Regions from separate parts of the Sus scrofa genome. Here regions 1, 2, 4 and 5 are each linked to region 3. The links are chromatin contacts, called in public HiChIP or PLAC-seq and promoter capture Hi-C maps. All regions are on one chromosome and are shown on one strand. Each heading gives the region's core, a stretch centred on a gene start, on an enhancer-like site or on the middle of the called end of the contact. The rest is flanking DNA. Distances are from core to core; before and after follow the strand shown. Region 1 holds the start of GSTZ1 (glutathione S-transferase zeta 1). Region 2 holds the start of ANGEL1 (protein angel homolog 1). Region 3 holds the start of CIPC (CLOCK-interacting pacemaker). Region 4 has its middle 68 kb from the start of LRRC74A. Region 5 has its middle 35 kb from the start of LRRC74A.

What was found. Promoter capture Hi-C pulls out the DNA fragments that hold promoters and counts their contacts. HiChIP or PLAC-seq counts read pairs in DNA pulled down with a chosen protein or histone mark.
Region 1: a contact with region 3 is called in a promoter capture Hi-C map of liver, with 5 times the contacts expected there. The contact joins the promoter of GSTZ1 here to the promoter of CIPC in region 3. A contact is called at or near these places in 2 of 5 promoter capture datasets (fetal skeletal muscle and liver), 4 of 47 Hi-C or Micro-C datasets (heart right ventricle, liver and skeletal muscle) and 2 of 2 datasets of contacts at active chromatin or transcription factors (alveolar macrophages and skeletal muscle).
Region 2: a contact with region 3 is called in an H3K27ac HiChIP or PLAC-seq map of alveolar macrophages. The contact joins the promoter of ANGEL1 here to the promoter of CIPC in region 3. A contact is called at or near these places in 1 of 5 promoter capture datasets (fetal liver), 2 of 47 Hi-C or Micro-C datasets (heart right ventricle and liver) and 1 of 2 datasets of contacts at active chromatin or transcription factors (alveolar macrophages).
Region 4: an H3K27ac HiChIP or PLAC-seq map of skeletal muscle shows a contact between it and region 3. The contact joins the enhancer-like site here to the promoter of CIPC in region 3. A contact is called at or near these places in 5 of 5 promoter capture datasets (fetal liver, fetal skeletal muscle, liver and 1 more), 8 of 47 Hi-C or Micro-C datasets (embryonic fibroblasts, fibroblasts, heart right ventricle and 3 more) and 2 of 2 datasets of contacts at active chromatin or transcription factors (alveolar macrophages and skeletal muscle).
Region 5: a contact with region 3 is called in an H3K27ac HiChIP or PLAC-seq map of alveolar macrophages. The contact joins the enhancer-like site here to the promoter of CIPC in region 3. A contact is called at or near these places in 5 of 5 promoter capture datasets (fetal liver, fetal skeletal muscle, liver and 1 more), 4 of 47 Hi-C or Micro-C datasets (embryonic fibroblasts, epiblast stem cells, skeletal muscle and 1 more) and 2 of 2 datasets of contacts at active chromatin or transcription factors (alveolar macrophages and skeletal muscle).

Annotation. Positions count from the first base shown.
Region 1 is chr7:100,390,942-100,393,691 of Sscrofa11.1, forward strand. It overlaps GSTZ1 (glutathione S-transferase zeta 1), which reads left to right and starts at 1,331. Exons shown (of 9, transcript NM_001243638.1): 1 at 1,331-1,468. The coding sequence starts at 1,454. POMT2 (protein O-mannosyl-transferase 2) reads right to left here and starts at 1,223. Exons shown (of 21, transcript XM_001926162.6): 1 at 735-1,223. The coding sequence starts at 1,192.
Region 2 is chr7:99,958,021-99,960,720 of Sscrofa11.1, forward strand. ANGEL1 (protein angel homolog 1) reads right to left here and starts at 1,421. Exons shown (of 10, transcript XM_021099540.1): 1 at 1,262-1,421. The coding sequence starts at 1,325.
Region 3 is chr7:100,179,048-100,181,747 of Sscrofa11.1, forward strand. It overlaps CIPC (CLOCK-interacting pacemaker), which reads left to right and starts at 1,342. Exons shown (of 4, transcript XM_013978333.2): 1 at 1,342-2,043.
Region 4 is chr7:100,040,887-100,043,586 of Sscrofa11.1, forward strand. No RefSeq gene overlaps it. Among named protein-coding and RNA genes, the nearest start is that of LRRC74A, 68 kb to the left of the region's middle. Within about 2 kb of position 1,320, at least 66 of the 83 cell types and tissues checked have an H3K27ac peak or open chromatin away from gene starts, as enhancers often do. A contact at or near this core is called in alveolar macrophages, embryonic fibroblasts, fetal liver and 4 more, where this site is marked.
Region 5 is chr7:100,008,380-100,011,079 of Sscrofa11.1, forward strand. No RefSeq gene overlaps it. Among named protein-coding and RNA genes, the nearest start is that of LRRC74A, 35 kb to the left of the region's middle. Within about 2 kb of position 1,257, at least 31 of the 83 cell types and tissues checked have an H3K27ac peak or open chromatin away from gene starts, as enhancers often do. A contact at or near this core is called in alveolar macrophages, embryonic fibroblasts and subcutaneous adipose tissue, where this site is marked.

The DNA of each region.
Region 1 (2,750 bases), core at 81-2,580, 210 kb after region 3:
ATTGGCAATGACACCAAAAATCAGAGGTCAGTCTAAACACCTATGTACAGATGCTAATGGATAAAAGATTGGCCTTAGACTACTTCCCAGCTATCTGAAATAAGACTTACTGGTCCTTCCCTCTCAACCCCCCCACCCATCCAACCCCTCCACACACAAACTTCTTGGCCAAACAAATGAACAATTTTCAGAGAGTATAAAACTTTTCCTCCTTCTTGATGGAAACTTTAAAGTTTACTTAATGAAATTTGACTTCCACAACTTAGTCCTACAAAATAAAACCTTTAAGGAAATATGTCTCTCCTCAAAGGATGGTCCTGGGACGCTTGGACACACGAGTTGTTTCGGTTGTCGAGAATAAGGCGCCCAGTTAGGCATGCTCCCCTCCACTGATGCCTGGAATTACTGTAGAAGAGGAACTCAGGCCTTAGGAAATTCTGTACTAAGATTCTCCTGGGAAAGTTCAAAGCCACAATTTGAGAGCCAGGTGAGACGTTGCAGCATAACCTACAAGACATGTGACTACTTCCTCAGATCCTAAAGAATCCCACTGCCATTCACCAGAGCAAAAATGACTCCTCTCATAGAGACTGCGCCTGGCCAGAAACCTGTTTCCCTTCCAGCGCGGCCCCGTCCCTGGGCTGCGAATCCCGCCCCCTCCATGCCCCGGACCAATGAGAAGGCGCGTCATTCCCTCCCAGTTGCCATGGTGCCGAGTCCCTCCCATTACTCACCAGATGTGCGGCGGCTGGTCCAGACGATGGAAGCGGGTGGCGAAGGACATTAGCGTCACCAGGGCCAGTAGAGCCCACTGGCCGACCGCCTCGAAGCGCCGCGAGCCCGGAACAGGCCGTTTGGGGCTCCGCGCTGTAGTCTCGGCAGCCGCATCCGCGCCCACGGCCCTTGGAGCCTGGGACCCACAGCGGCCCCTCCGGGGACGCAGCTCGGACCCTGCCAGGCCTCCGCCCACCGCCGGTGGCATCCTTACCCTTCTCAGGATGGCCCTCCGGCCTGCAAGCGCGCTGGGTCTTGCGAGCTGTCCGGCCAAGAAGTTACCAAGGGACTTCTCGGGGTTCCTTGGGAAATGTAGTTCCCTGCGCCGGCAGCAGGGCGCCAGGCCCCGGCCTCTAGGCTGGGCGGGGAGTGCGGTCGCCGCCCGGGCCGCTAGGAGGCGGCCAGTGGCGCAGAGCATGACTTCCGGGCGGGCCGGGCCCGGAAGAAAACAGGAGCAAAGAACTACAATTCCCAGCAGCCCCCGGGGCGGAGGCGGGGCGGAAAGGGCGGGGCCAGCCAGAAGAGCCCTAAAAGCTCGTTCTAATCCAACCCTTCACGTTACCGACACGAAAACCGAAGTTCTGACGTGTCGGGATCTCACTGGGCCTAAATCGTCGACGGGTCAGAGTCTTAGGCGTGAAGTTTCCTGGTCGGGAAGAAAGGTCGTCTGAATTAGGAGATGCAAGCGGGGAAGGTCTGTGCCACGCATCAGGGGAGAGGGGGCGCTACTTGCTGGGTGGGCGAGTTCAAAGGTGAGCCGCTCGGCCCCGCCCCCAGCTCCGACAGCGACTCCCAGCATGCTGTTGGCTGCGGTGGCCCCTTTCTGCGCCTGCGCGCTGTCCGCTGGGGCCTGTGGTCGAGGCAGGATTGGCCCCGCAGCGCTGCGTCCAGGTGTAGCGTCCCGGGCTTGGTTGGTGCCCTTGCGCTTCACCTTTCTCCCCCTACCCGATCTTCTAGAACTTCCGAACGTTGTCCCTCGTCTCCCTTTTTGGCGCAGCACTGCATGTCTCTTTCCCGACCAGGCCGCACGATAGGTCCAATCGGTTAACATATGGCCTTACAGGGTTGTTTGCATTTTGAAGGGGTTTGCATTGCTAGGGGCGAGGGGAGGCTGTGGCACTTTTCGTCATCACAATCACTTGGGGAACTTAACCGGTTTTAATTTGCGTCTCCTGGGCCCGCCCCAGAACCACTGTATCAATCTCTGGAGGAAGGAACCCAGAATCTGCATGTTTAATAAGCTCCCTGTTGAAACTTATTAAAGTTTGTGAAAGAGCCGCTATTTGAGCTCAAAGGAAGGTGGTGGCACATCAGGCGGAATATAGCACCACTTTCACAATGTGTAACCCTTTCACGTCCAAATGGGATTATAGGAGTCTTTCTTGAAAATCGTGTGTAAGAAATGGTTTAAAAATAAAATCTGAGAGTTCCCACCATAGTGGGGATATGCTGTAAGGCACCTTCGATCCCCAGCCCCATATAGTGGGTTAAGGATCTGCCTTGCTGCAGCTACAGCTCAGATTCAGTCCTTGGCCTGAGAACCTCCATATGCTGTGGATGTAGCCTTAAAAAGAAAAACAAAAGTGAGAAAAAAAATAAAAGGCTATTTTTCTTTTCTGTCTTTTTTTTTTTTTTTTTTTTTTTTTTTTAGGGCTGCACCCATAGCATGTAAATGTTCCCAGGCTAGGGGTTGAATCGGAGCTGTAGCCACTGGCCTACACCATAGTCACAGCAAGGCTGGATCAGAGCCGCATCTGAGAGTACACCACAGCTGACCGCAACACCGGATCCTTAACCCAGTGAGTGAGGCCAGGGATGGAACCCGCATCCTCATGGATGCTAGTCAGGTTCATTAACTGCTGAGCCACGGAACTCCTAAAAGGCTATTTTTCTAAGTAAATAACTATCTGCTAGAGTGATCAGAATCGATACTTGAATTGGAAAAAGTTCCTCCAGGAGTGATGATGGGCTTAAAA
Region 2 (2,700 bases), core at 171-2,670, 220 kb before region 3:
GGACATTATGTAAATGGGTAGGAGGAAGTAGCCCCTTCTCTGAGATACCTAAAACTCTGACTGCTGGTCTAGAAACCTCCAGACTAGACATAGGCTACCATTATGGACATCGGCAAAGCTCCAGAAAGGACAGCAACATGGTTAGAATATGTACTAGTTCTCTGAAAACGTGACTTCTGTGGAGTTTCTCATTCCTCAGAAGTATGTACACACAAAACAGCTCTAAATTGAGTGCCTACTATACTCTGGGCAGTATGCTAGCACTAGGTACAGTGAGCAAAATAGACATGGCCCAGCTCTCCTGAAGCCTGCATTCTAGTGGCAGATACAGACATACACATAAATACATTAAATAAGTATTTTATATGAAATATATGACAAAAATTACACACACGCACTGTGTAAAGTTCCAAAAAGGAAAAGCACAGATAGCATACGGACATCTTATTTTTAAGAAAGTCCTTCTTGGTCTGTCCTGCTCCCTAAATGCCAGAGAAAAGTCGGGATTCTGCGGGATCTCTGAGGGGAACTGACGCTCTCATAAGAGCCGCAGAAATGTCAAAGACCAGAAATGGGGAGCAGCAGGCAGATCCCGACAAAGTCAGTAACTCTTCTCTAGGTACCCGCTGGGCATTGCCTACACCCCGCTACATCGCTAAACGCACGGGACATTGCTTCAAAGCTGAGGTTTCAAGGTCTCTCTGGATTCTGAGCATCCGTTTTTTCAACCAAAGTCTCCGCTGAGAGGTGGCTGTGAAAGGTGAGGGTGAAGTTGACCAGGGGACAACTGGTCGTCCAGGTCTTCAGCCCACAGACCCCCAGGGCCGTCTGGCCCCTGTCCACAGAGAATTCGGGCATTCGCCTCGTCCCCGAGTGGCCAACCCTCCCCGACCCCCAAGGCAGTGACTCAGCGGCCCCCCCCCCCGCCCGCCCGCCGCCAGCTTCTCTGTGCCCCCAGGCCATAGAGGGGGCGGCTCCTGCCCCTCCCCCAACCCCCTCCCAGGCAACTGTGGCCCGACGCCTCCAAATGACAGGCGTGAGGACAGGGCCGCCCACGAGGGTCGCCGGCCAGGCCTGGGGGCTTATGGACTCTAGGACGAGCACGGTGGGACCGAGGGCTGCCTCCCAACACCTTGGCTTGGTACTGCCAGGGGAAGGTGGTCGTAAGGCAGGCAACGCCGCACGCCGACCCAGGCCCCGCGGGGCCCGGCCGAGGCAGGCCCGGGCCTGGCACCCGCCTGTCAGGACGCGGGGCCGGTACCTGAGAGGGCGCGGAAGAGGCGCGCGGCCGGCAGCAGCAGGTAACACAGGCACGACGCGATCATGGCCGGCCGCCCGCGCCCGCCCGCACCTGCCTACTCTCCTCGCCTCCGCCCGCCGGTCTCCCTAGGTTCGGCCCCGCCCCCGACTAGCCCCGCCCTGGCCCCGCCCCCGGCCGGCTCACGTGGCACCGCTGTACTTCAACAACAACTTTATTGGGAGCGCAAGGAATGCCCGGCGCCCGCGGGGCCGGGAAGCCGGTTCCCAAGGCAACCGACCCGACCCAGTCTGGCTCCTTGCAGCTGCGGAAGCGCCCAGGGTTTGAAGTGAAACCCCTCCCTCCGAGGCACCATAGTATTATTTAGAGTCCACAGTTTCATTTCCACCTCTTCCACCTAACGAGGTGTCCACTTTGGGGCTGTCACGTGACCTCAGTTCCCTCTTTTGTAAAGTGAAGTGATGGACTTTTGTCTAAGGCCTCACCCGGCTCTGACTTCTTTGATCTTGCCAGTCCCAGCCCAGATTGGCCGGAACAAGCTCTTCCCCCATTTTCCTCCTTTCCCTAACTCTTCCCCACCTCAGATTCTAAGTCACACATTGAGTCCACAGCTTGCTTCAGCACATAAGATTTTGTCTCCCTCCTCATCTTGTTCCAAATGGGCCCTTTTTCCCCTAATCTGGAAAAAAAATGTGTCCCATTGATAAGGGAGCCAAAAGAGGGGGGTGAACCCTCCACAAGGGCAAGGGGACCGAGTCCGATTGGTTGATTGGTTTTCCTTGAGGTTTCTTTGCAGCGTCTGTGACAGAACCAGGCAAATAGTAGGGACCAAACAAACCTTTGTTGACTGAATGAACAAAACATAAGTCCCTTAAAAAAAAAGCCCAGTTCTTCCATCAACTCTGTGCTGCCCAAACCTCTTTCTCTCTTCCTTAATCCTACCCTCAAGTCTTCTGCCCCAACCACACTGTAAAGAAGGGGAGATCATTTAACACTCCCAATCTCAGTACCCAGTGTCTGAGCTGCGCCATTTCCAATTTGTGGCTGGAGCCTCGGTTGTTCAGGGAAGCCCTCTGGAGAGTCACCAGATCCAGGACCAGCTGGGTACATCATAACACTGAAAGGCTGAAAGGAGGAAGGAAACAGTCAGTATTGAGGCCTGCGGAGGTTTTCCCCTTAGTTCTAGGGGCAGTGTGTGTCTTGCTGCAGCAGCCCTCCTACCTGGACCAGAGATGAAGCAGAGGCCCCAGGGACAATCTGAAGGTTGTGAAGCCTCTTAGAAACTAGCAGGCAAGTGTTAGCTCTACCTAAGGAGCTCCCAAAGTCAGACTGACTCTGTTGAAATGGCTTAAATAATCCTTCCAGGTAGGTCCTTCCATTTTATCCAAATAATTACCCAGAAGTCCAAGATTCAAATCAGATCCTAAATCAAGGTACTTATC
Region 3 (2,700 bases), core at 92-2,591:
ACAGTCACAGCAACGCCAACTACGTCTGTGACCTACACAGTCACAGCAAAGCCAACTACGTCTGTGACCTACACCACAGATACTTAACCCACCGAGTGAGGCCAGGGATCCAACCTGCATCCTCATGGACAGTAGTTGGGTTGTTACCTTGGAGCCACTGTGGGAACCTCTACCTGTCCTTAAAGCTTTACCTTCTGGTCTCTCCACTGCCAACAACAAACAAAACAAGCAGGTTATTCTTTACTCCCTTGATTTTATTAACTAGATTTTGTTCAGATCCCCCTGGCATTTATCACATTCTCGCTCATACTGTTTATCAGAACGTCTTTATTCCCCATACCAGATTCTAAGGTAACTGAAGGCAAAAACTGTTTTAGTCTGCCTCAAGATGAGGCAATATGGCTTAATGGTTTAGGACCAGGGCTTAGTAGTTTCGTCATCATCGGCATAAACTTCAGTGCCCTCCTCTATAAAATGGAAACGTTAACAGCAACTTCATTAATTTGTACAGGCATCACAAGAGAATTCGTGAAAACTGCTTGGCTCTTAATGACTTGCTAATTTTTAACTATGGTTTTCACTCCCTCCATGCCCCAAACAAAAGCCTTACATGCTGTAGGCTATTCGTTGGTGGCCCTTATCCTAATAAATACATTCATGCCCAGTAATGTGTTAGCACTCTCTGTATCTGGAGGACTAACATGATTACCCATGACCTAGCGCTCGCAACTTGGCAAGGCTTGGATTACCAACATAGGGTGATTCCCCCTGCCTCATCATCTAGATCAGCGCCCTCCAATATAACTTTCTGTGATGCTGGCAATGTGCTGTACAAAATCTGCACTGTCCCCAAAGTAGCCATTAGCTACATGTGGTTACTGAGGACTTGAAAAGTGGACAGTTTGAATGTGAAACCCAATTTTTGCATGTTTAAAAATTAGTTTCAATTGTCCCCTAATGATTAGTGGCTATCCTACTGGACAGGGTACCTCTGGAATTTGCCTGGGCTAATTAACACTGTTAAATTCACCCATGTCCTCTTTTTCAACTGCGAAGTTTTTCCTAGTCTAAGAAGTAACCTTCACTGATTCAGCACATCAGAACTTCAACTGATCTTAACCTTTTCTTCAGCTAATACACATGTGCTCCTTGTAATACTTCAAGAAGTGGCGTGAGAAAGAGAATCCATGTGAAACCCAGCACTAAGGTTTGCTGCACAGGACAAAGTGAGTCATACATCAAATGACATGAAATCAGCAGACAAAAATACTGATTGCATCGCTGCCTCGTGAAGCACCGGGAGGGCTGGCAGGGAACGCAAACCAGCCGCCGTGCCAGGCGTGGCAACCACGTGAGCTGTGAGCTGGGCGGTCCGGGCCAGCCTCCTTCGGGCGGAGACAAGGCCAGGCTACCCGCCTGCCCTCCCACGCCGGCCGCTTCCGCTCTTGCTCGCGTGCAAGTCAGCATGGCCTGCTACGCTCCCGAACCCTAAAGGCGTCCTGGCTTACAAGCCGAAAGAGTCATTTCCCCCAGGCAACCCCCACCCCCACCCCCAGGAAAATCACGCCGCCTGCCTTGTCAGCTAGAAGCCGGCGCAGCCCGGCTTCCCCAGGCCCCGCCTCGGAACCGCCCCCGCCCGCCGCCGCTCAGGGCTCTAGGTCCCTGTACAAAATGGCGGCCAGGCCTGCGGAACCAACCATAGAGACTCCCGCCTTCCAAAGACAGAGCGCCGGCTCGTAAGGGCGTTTGCCCCTCCCGGAGAGGCGTGTCGGCGCCCTCTTGCCGAGGGGGCGGGAACACCGTGCGCCTCCGAGTGCCTTTCTAGACCAATGAGCCGTCTCGGTGGTGCCGGGTCCTCCGAGCTGGGTCACGTGGCCGGCGAAACCCGCGGCGGAGGCTGGGGGAGGAGAAATGGGCAGGAGGCCCGGGGATAGCTTGAGATCCCACGACGACGGGGTTGTCATGGAGTTGCTGGGCCGGGCTTGCGCATGCGCCACCTTAGTCCTGAGTTGTCTGGTCGTGGAGCGGCGACCCCGGTCCTAGGTGAGAAAGGGGAGGCTTGAGGGGAAAGGGAAAGGATTTGAGCGAGGAACACGGGGAAAGGAGGTGGGAGGAGGGGAGAGAAGGGAGGCGAGGTAAGCAAGAGGGAGAGTGGGCACTTTCGGGGGACCGAGGGCCAAACGGTGGGACCTGGGGGTGGTGCGTCCCTCCCTCATTCAGTTGGTTGGTTTTGCTGCGAGGGTCGAGCCTGCGTAGGAGAGGAAATCGCGGGTGAGGAGGGGGTTGTGGGGGTGGGGCGGAAATGGGATGAGACCGTTTGGGCCGGTGGGTTCAGGTCTGGCCCTGGGGGCAGCAGCCTGCTGGGCTTCCGGGCGTTGGGGGACAGTCTGGAGGCCAGCCGAGCTGTGAGCAGAGGGGCAGGGAACGGGCAGGTGAGTGGACGCCAAGGCTGGCAACCCTCTGAGGGTCTTGGGCGTCCAATTTGGTGATGGGAGATAGTGCTCCGTTCTGAGCCCGGGGCACAGGTGTGCTGTCTTTCCCAGAGACCTGCTGTCACCCACTTTGCTGGTTATTTCTTCAGGGTGACCACCTTTCCAGGCGTGGTGCCAGGAGGTGGGGAAGTGGAGAGAAGGTGGGCAGAGCCAAGTAAGGAGTTAGTGGTTAGTGTGGGTGGGCTGGGGAGAGCTCTGATCCAGGCCC
Region 4 (2,700 bases), core at 70-2,569, 140 kb before region 3:
TAGGTCTAAGGACCCTGAGCCCAGACGAATATTTTTCTTGTGGCTGGTGGGCGCCTCGCCGAGCCTGCTAATCCGGGCTGGCCACCGCTCATCCCTCGAGGCAGGGTACCCGGCCTTCCTTAGCAACCGCCGCTGAATCATGGCAGAGAGCTCTTGCTCGTGGGATCTGGCCCCCTGGGTGGGTCCCTGTAAAGAAGCCATACTTGAGAGCCTGGCAGGGCTGGCGAGAGGAAGCACGTGGGCTCTGTGCTGGCACAGGGCCGTCTGCCCCTCCGCCCCCGCGAGAACCCGTGACAAACAACCTTGCCTGGTGCCCAAGCGCCTGCCAAGCCCTGTAGCAGTAAAACCCTGGCAGCCTCAGCAAGGAGTCCAATTTCAGCCCAGCGGGTGGGGAAACCAAGGCAGCAAGAGCCCAGTGTGACCAAGCTCACGCACAGGGCTGACAACCAGAGGCCAGGCGTCCAGGGCTGCACGCTGAGCCCTGAGCCCTTGGGCCACCCTAGCCAAGGCTCTGGGCCTGGCACAGAGCGGGAACAAATGTTTCCCAGATTCCTGTCGGCAGCGGAGCCCAGAGAAAGGCCCAGAGCTTTCCATCCATGAGTCCTCACTGTGGTCCCCTCTCTCCAAGGGAAATAGAACCTCTGAGCCCCCACCCCCACCCCAGGAGCCCCCTGGGGCATCAGGTCCAGGCCCGGAATCCAGCTTAGAGCATTCCAGCTCCCAGCTGAGTGCCTGGAACAGCAGACATCAAAAACCTGGCAGGCGGAGGAAGAAGGGAAGATTAGATCATTCCAGCAGAATGAAGGCAGCGGAGAAACGGAGGGGGGTGGAGGGACAGAGGCCAAGAATGTTTCAAGGCAACCTGAAAACTCCTTGAGATTAAAGCAGGCCCAGACACTGGCGGTTTCCCCACGGCCTGAGTTACTGGCCGAGAAAACCTGGCGTGTCTCCGCCCTCCTGGTGTGTGTGTGGGCGGGGGGGGGGGGGGGGGGCTGGTCCACACATGTGTGCAGTGTGGGTACCGAAGGGTTACGAAGGCCAGGGGAGCAGTGCACACGTGTTCGGTGCTCTGTGTGCAGACACACATTTAGGCACAAAACCCACCTGTGCAGGTATTCACAGGAGTGGGTACATGTGTTTGCGTGCAGTCCCCAAACATGTTTTCACCAAGCTCAAGGAGAAGCAATCAGTCATCTCCGAGGAATCTTAGCAACAGCCATCCCCAGAAAAGGCTCCTGCCAACTGGAGCTGCGATGAGTCAGCAGAGGCGGCCGTGGGAGGCGGAGAGCTCTCACCCCGGAGCCGGCCTCCCCCTCCCCCGGCCTGGCCGCCTCGCCTGGGTCACTGCTTTGGCACCGATGTCCCAGCACACATTCCTGGAACTGGCCAGCACAGGCCGCTCAAGGGTTTTTCCCTCCTCCTCCCTCTCCTCTCCTCGCCCATTCTGTCCCGCCCCACACCCGCCCTTTTATTTTTCCTTCTTGCTGCAAAACCAAAACACCGCACTCTCGAGTTCAAGAACTGCAGCCAGATGGCAGGAACCGGCGGTGGAGAGGTTGGGACCAGGAGCTGCCGGGGCCCAAGGAGGCTGGGGGTTGAGGATGCCTCCTGTCTGGCTGCCAAGGGCCCTACTGGGGACTGCTGAGTTGGGCTTAAGTCCTGAGGGGGCTAAAGTGTCATTGCCTGGGGCTCCAGGGAACACGAGTTCAAGTGGTGGCTCCACGGTATCTCCCTCTGCCCCTAGCAGAGCCCGAGGTTGCGAACACAGATGAAGGGCGGGCGGAGGGTGAGCAGAGGAAGAGAAGCACCAAGATTAATCACGGCTCTATTGCCTGAGTGCGTGTTCATTTTATCTACCCAGCAGCCCTTGGAGTGGTAGAATTATCTCCGTTTACAGATGGGGAGATGGAGGTGTAGACAGGTAAAGGGATTTGGCCCAAGGTCACGCAGCTATTAGCAATGGAGCTGGATGGAATGAAACCCGGCTGGAGCCGCCTCGGGGGCTTTAACGGACAGACCACACAGCCTTTCTTTCTTCCCAGGCTTCACCTACCCTGCGTGTGCCAGGATCACTGCACCTACAAAAACTAAATACAATAAAAACAAAAAAGCCTGGTGCTGTCCCTGCTCCCTCTCCCCTCCCAAGCAAATCAGATCTGGGTGAAAAGCCATCTGCAACCTCAGCAGCGGCGGTGGAAGCAGGGGCAGGAACAGCCTGGCCCAGCCTGAATCCCTGGCCTCTTTACTGGAGGCAGGAAATGAATAAAAGCTAAATGAGTTTGAAAATGCCAGGAGGCAGTGTTTATCCCCTTCTCCCTCCCCCTCCCCTGGCAAGGACCGTGTATAGTTACAGTTTAATCTTGGAAATGCCAGACAGCTGTTCCCCGTTGCTAAGAGACTGGCCCACATTATGCAGATGTCAGGGACCTCAAATGTCTGCCGGAAATTACAGATCATGTTGGAGGAGCAGAGGGGCCTTCTCTCGGCTGGGGAAGCGCAGCGGGAGACCCCCGAAGGGGGTGTGGATCGCAGGAAGGAGGGGCCCACCCCTTCCGGGTCTCCCCCTCGAAGGCTCTGGATCCGTCACTGTGCCCTCTCTGCTGCCCTGGCTCCCTCCACCCCACCCCCACCAGGTCTTCCTCCTTTGATGGCTCTGCTGATGCCCATTCTACCCACCCCCCCACTGCAGTTTTCCTTCTG
Region 5 (2,700 bases), core at 7-2,506, 170 kb before region 3:
ATGGCCAAACTGAGCAGCCATGGGTTTTTTCCCCTTTTTTGGCCTCCCCTCGGTATGTAGAGTTCTCCAGCCAGGGATCTGAGCTGTAGTTTCTACCTACCTTGCAGCTGAGGCAACTCCAGATCCTATAACCCACCGCACCACCACAGGGGATTGAACCCGCATCCTGGCTCTGCAGAGATGCCTTCGATCCTGTTGTGTGGCCATCTTTTGAAACACCCAAGTACGGGGTCTTTGAAACGCCATGGGAGACATTCCAAGGCTTAAACCTTAAGACCTGAATCCAAGGCTTAAGACCTGAGTGAAATCAAAAGAATTTCTCCAGAATCTTAAAAATTGGAGGTGGTGGGAAGGCGGGGGCCATCTGCACTGTGTAGGCCATTCAGGGGACACAGTGGACACCTGGACTTTTCCGTGGCTGCTGGAGTCTGAACCCCCTTCCTGGGCTGGGGGTGTCCCTGGAAGGGACAGCTGGGACTTGCAGCTGGGATGTGGGCGCATGCCCACACCAGACACGGACTCCCTCAGCTCGGGTTAGGAGCCAGCAACCAAAGAAGTAAAGAGTACAGAGAACTCCTTTGCCGCTTGGCCGAGCCCCCAAGCAGTGGTGGTGGCGATGCTGGTGGGATGGTTCTGGGTGCTGGGCCTTCAGGTCAGCGGTGCCCACTTCAGCCTCCGGTGTGTGGCCATGGTGGCAGCTGCAGTGTCCTCAGGCGACCAACCTGCCTTGTCAAGTGAGGCCTTGGGATCGGTTTTGTTTGGTTTTGTTTTAAACAAAAGAAAACAATGATTGGCAAGGCAAGCCTGTGTCCTAAACACTGGCTGCCGACCAGTAGACTTGATCTAGAGGAAAGGAAGAGCTCTCCTTCGGGAAGCAGACATCCTGGAGGAAAAGGGCAGTGTGGGGGTGGGGGCGGCTCTCTGGGGCTCAGAATTGCCTTTTAAGGGGGGGACAGTGGTATGACCCCTGGAGGGCTGTTTTGTTGTTTTGCCACTTCTTAGGGAGTCTGTGGGTGAATTGGGGTGAGGCTGCCTGGCGGGCTGCTGCTTGACCAGGATGAATGAGACTAGCTCTTGTGTGGGCCTCTGTGTGTTAACAGTATAATCAAGAGCATGACAGGTCTTTTTCCCAGTTCCTGGCACAGGCTTTAGAAACCCTCAGAATTTCTTGAGTGACAGGAGTGTTGTCTTTATGCTAATAAGGTGACTCAGATTGGGGCCCTAGAAGGCTAGACCAATCACGTGAGCAGATGTTGGAACTTTCAGCCAATAGGAGCACAGGGGGGTGGAGTCTGTGTTCTCTTATTAGCCCCAGTTCAATCAGTCCTGAGTGATGAAGCCCCAGTGAAAATGCTGAACCCTGAGGCTCAGTGGAGGCTTCCCGGGAGATGACTTCCCCCGACTCCAAGGGGCGAGGGCATAGGAGCTCTGCCCTCCCTCTCATATCTTGCCCTGCGAATCTCTTACCTTGGGCTGCTCACGAGTCATATCCTTTATAATGAAATTGCTATCATTTTTTTGAGAGAGTTCTATAGGTCACACAGTGAATTATCAAATCTAAGGGGTCATAGAAACCCTCTGCTTTGTAGCTGGCTTGTCAGAAATGCAGGTGTCCTGGGGAGGGGGCTGAGACTTTAACCTGTGGAATCTGATGTTAACTCCAGGAGGTTAGCGTCAGAATTGCACTGCAGTTTCACCCCAGGCGGTGTTATCCCAGGTGCAGTGGAAATGGAACACGTGTACAAAAAAATCATGCTCACATTTGAATCACAGGACGTGATATGTGTATGCAAGGGTGTCCATGCTCAACAGAAACGGCTCTCCCAGGTACTAACCCCCACCTGCCTGCTTTCAATACAGCCCCTCCCAGCCAGCCCCTCTCTCCCGGCTGTACCTCTATTTTCCCAGCAGAGGGAGCTCCAACCCCACAAGTCCTCCGACTCTGCACAGCGCTTCAGCTCTAAGGCAGGGTTGGGGGAAGCACAGAAAAAGAAAATAGAACTCCAGACTGGCTCAGGGAAATCAGACTCTTATTAGATGGCTGAAAAGGGAAGCAACGCAGCTGGCTTCAGGGACACAGCTCACGTCAAGGGAGCCTGGGCCAGAGCCCTCAATCTGCCCACATGGGCAGATACAGCTTCTGTGGAGCCTGAGTTTGTACAAATTGGGGACCCTCTCTTAAAAACATATTTACAAATATAAATAAGATATAGAAAGTGGATGTATATTTTGGATGAGGAAAAAAGTCACAACAAATGAAGAATTTTAAAGAGCTGGAGTTCCCGTCGTGGTGCAGTGGTGAATGAATCCGACTAGGAACCATGAGGTTGCGGGTTCGATCCCTGGCCTTGCTCAGTGGATTAAGGATCTGGCGTTGCCATGAGCTGTGGTGTAGTTTGCAGACGCGGCTCGGATCCCGCATTGCTGTGGCTCTGGCTTCAGCTGGCTGCTACAGCTCCGATTCGACCCCTAGCCTGGGAATGTCCATATGCCGAGGGAGTGGCCCAAGAAATAGCAAAAAGAGAAAATAAATAAATAAATAGCTGACAATGGCATAAGGATTGAATCTACCCCGCGCCTTGAAAGGGGGCCCACTGAGTAGCTTCTCTGTAACTGGGCCCCCGCCTGCATGTCAGTCAGCAGGGATCAGACCCCTTCCTGATGGAAAGTCCAGTTTGCTTCCTGAGCCCATCCTGCCAT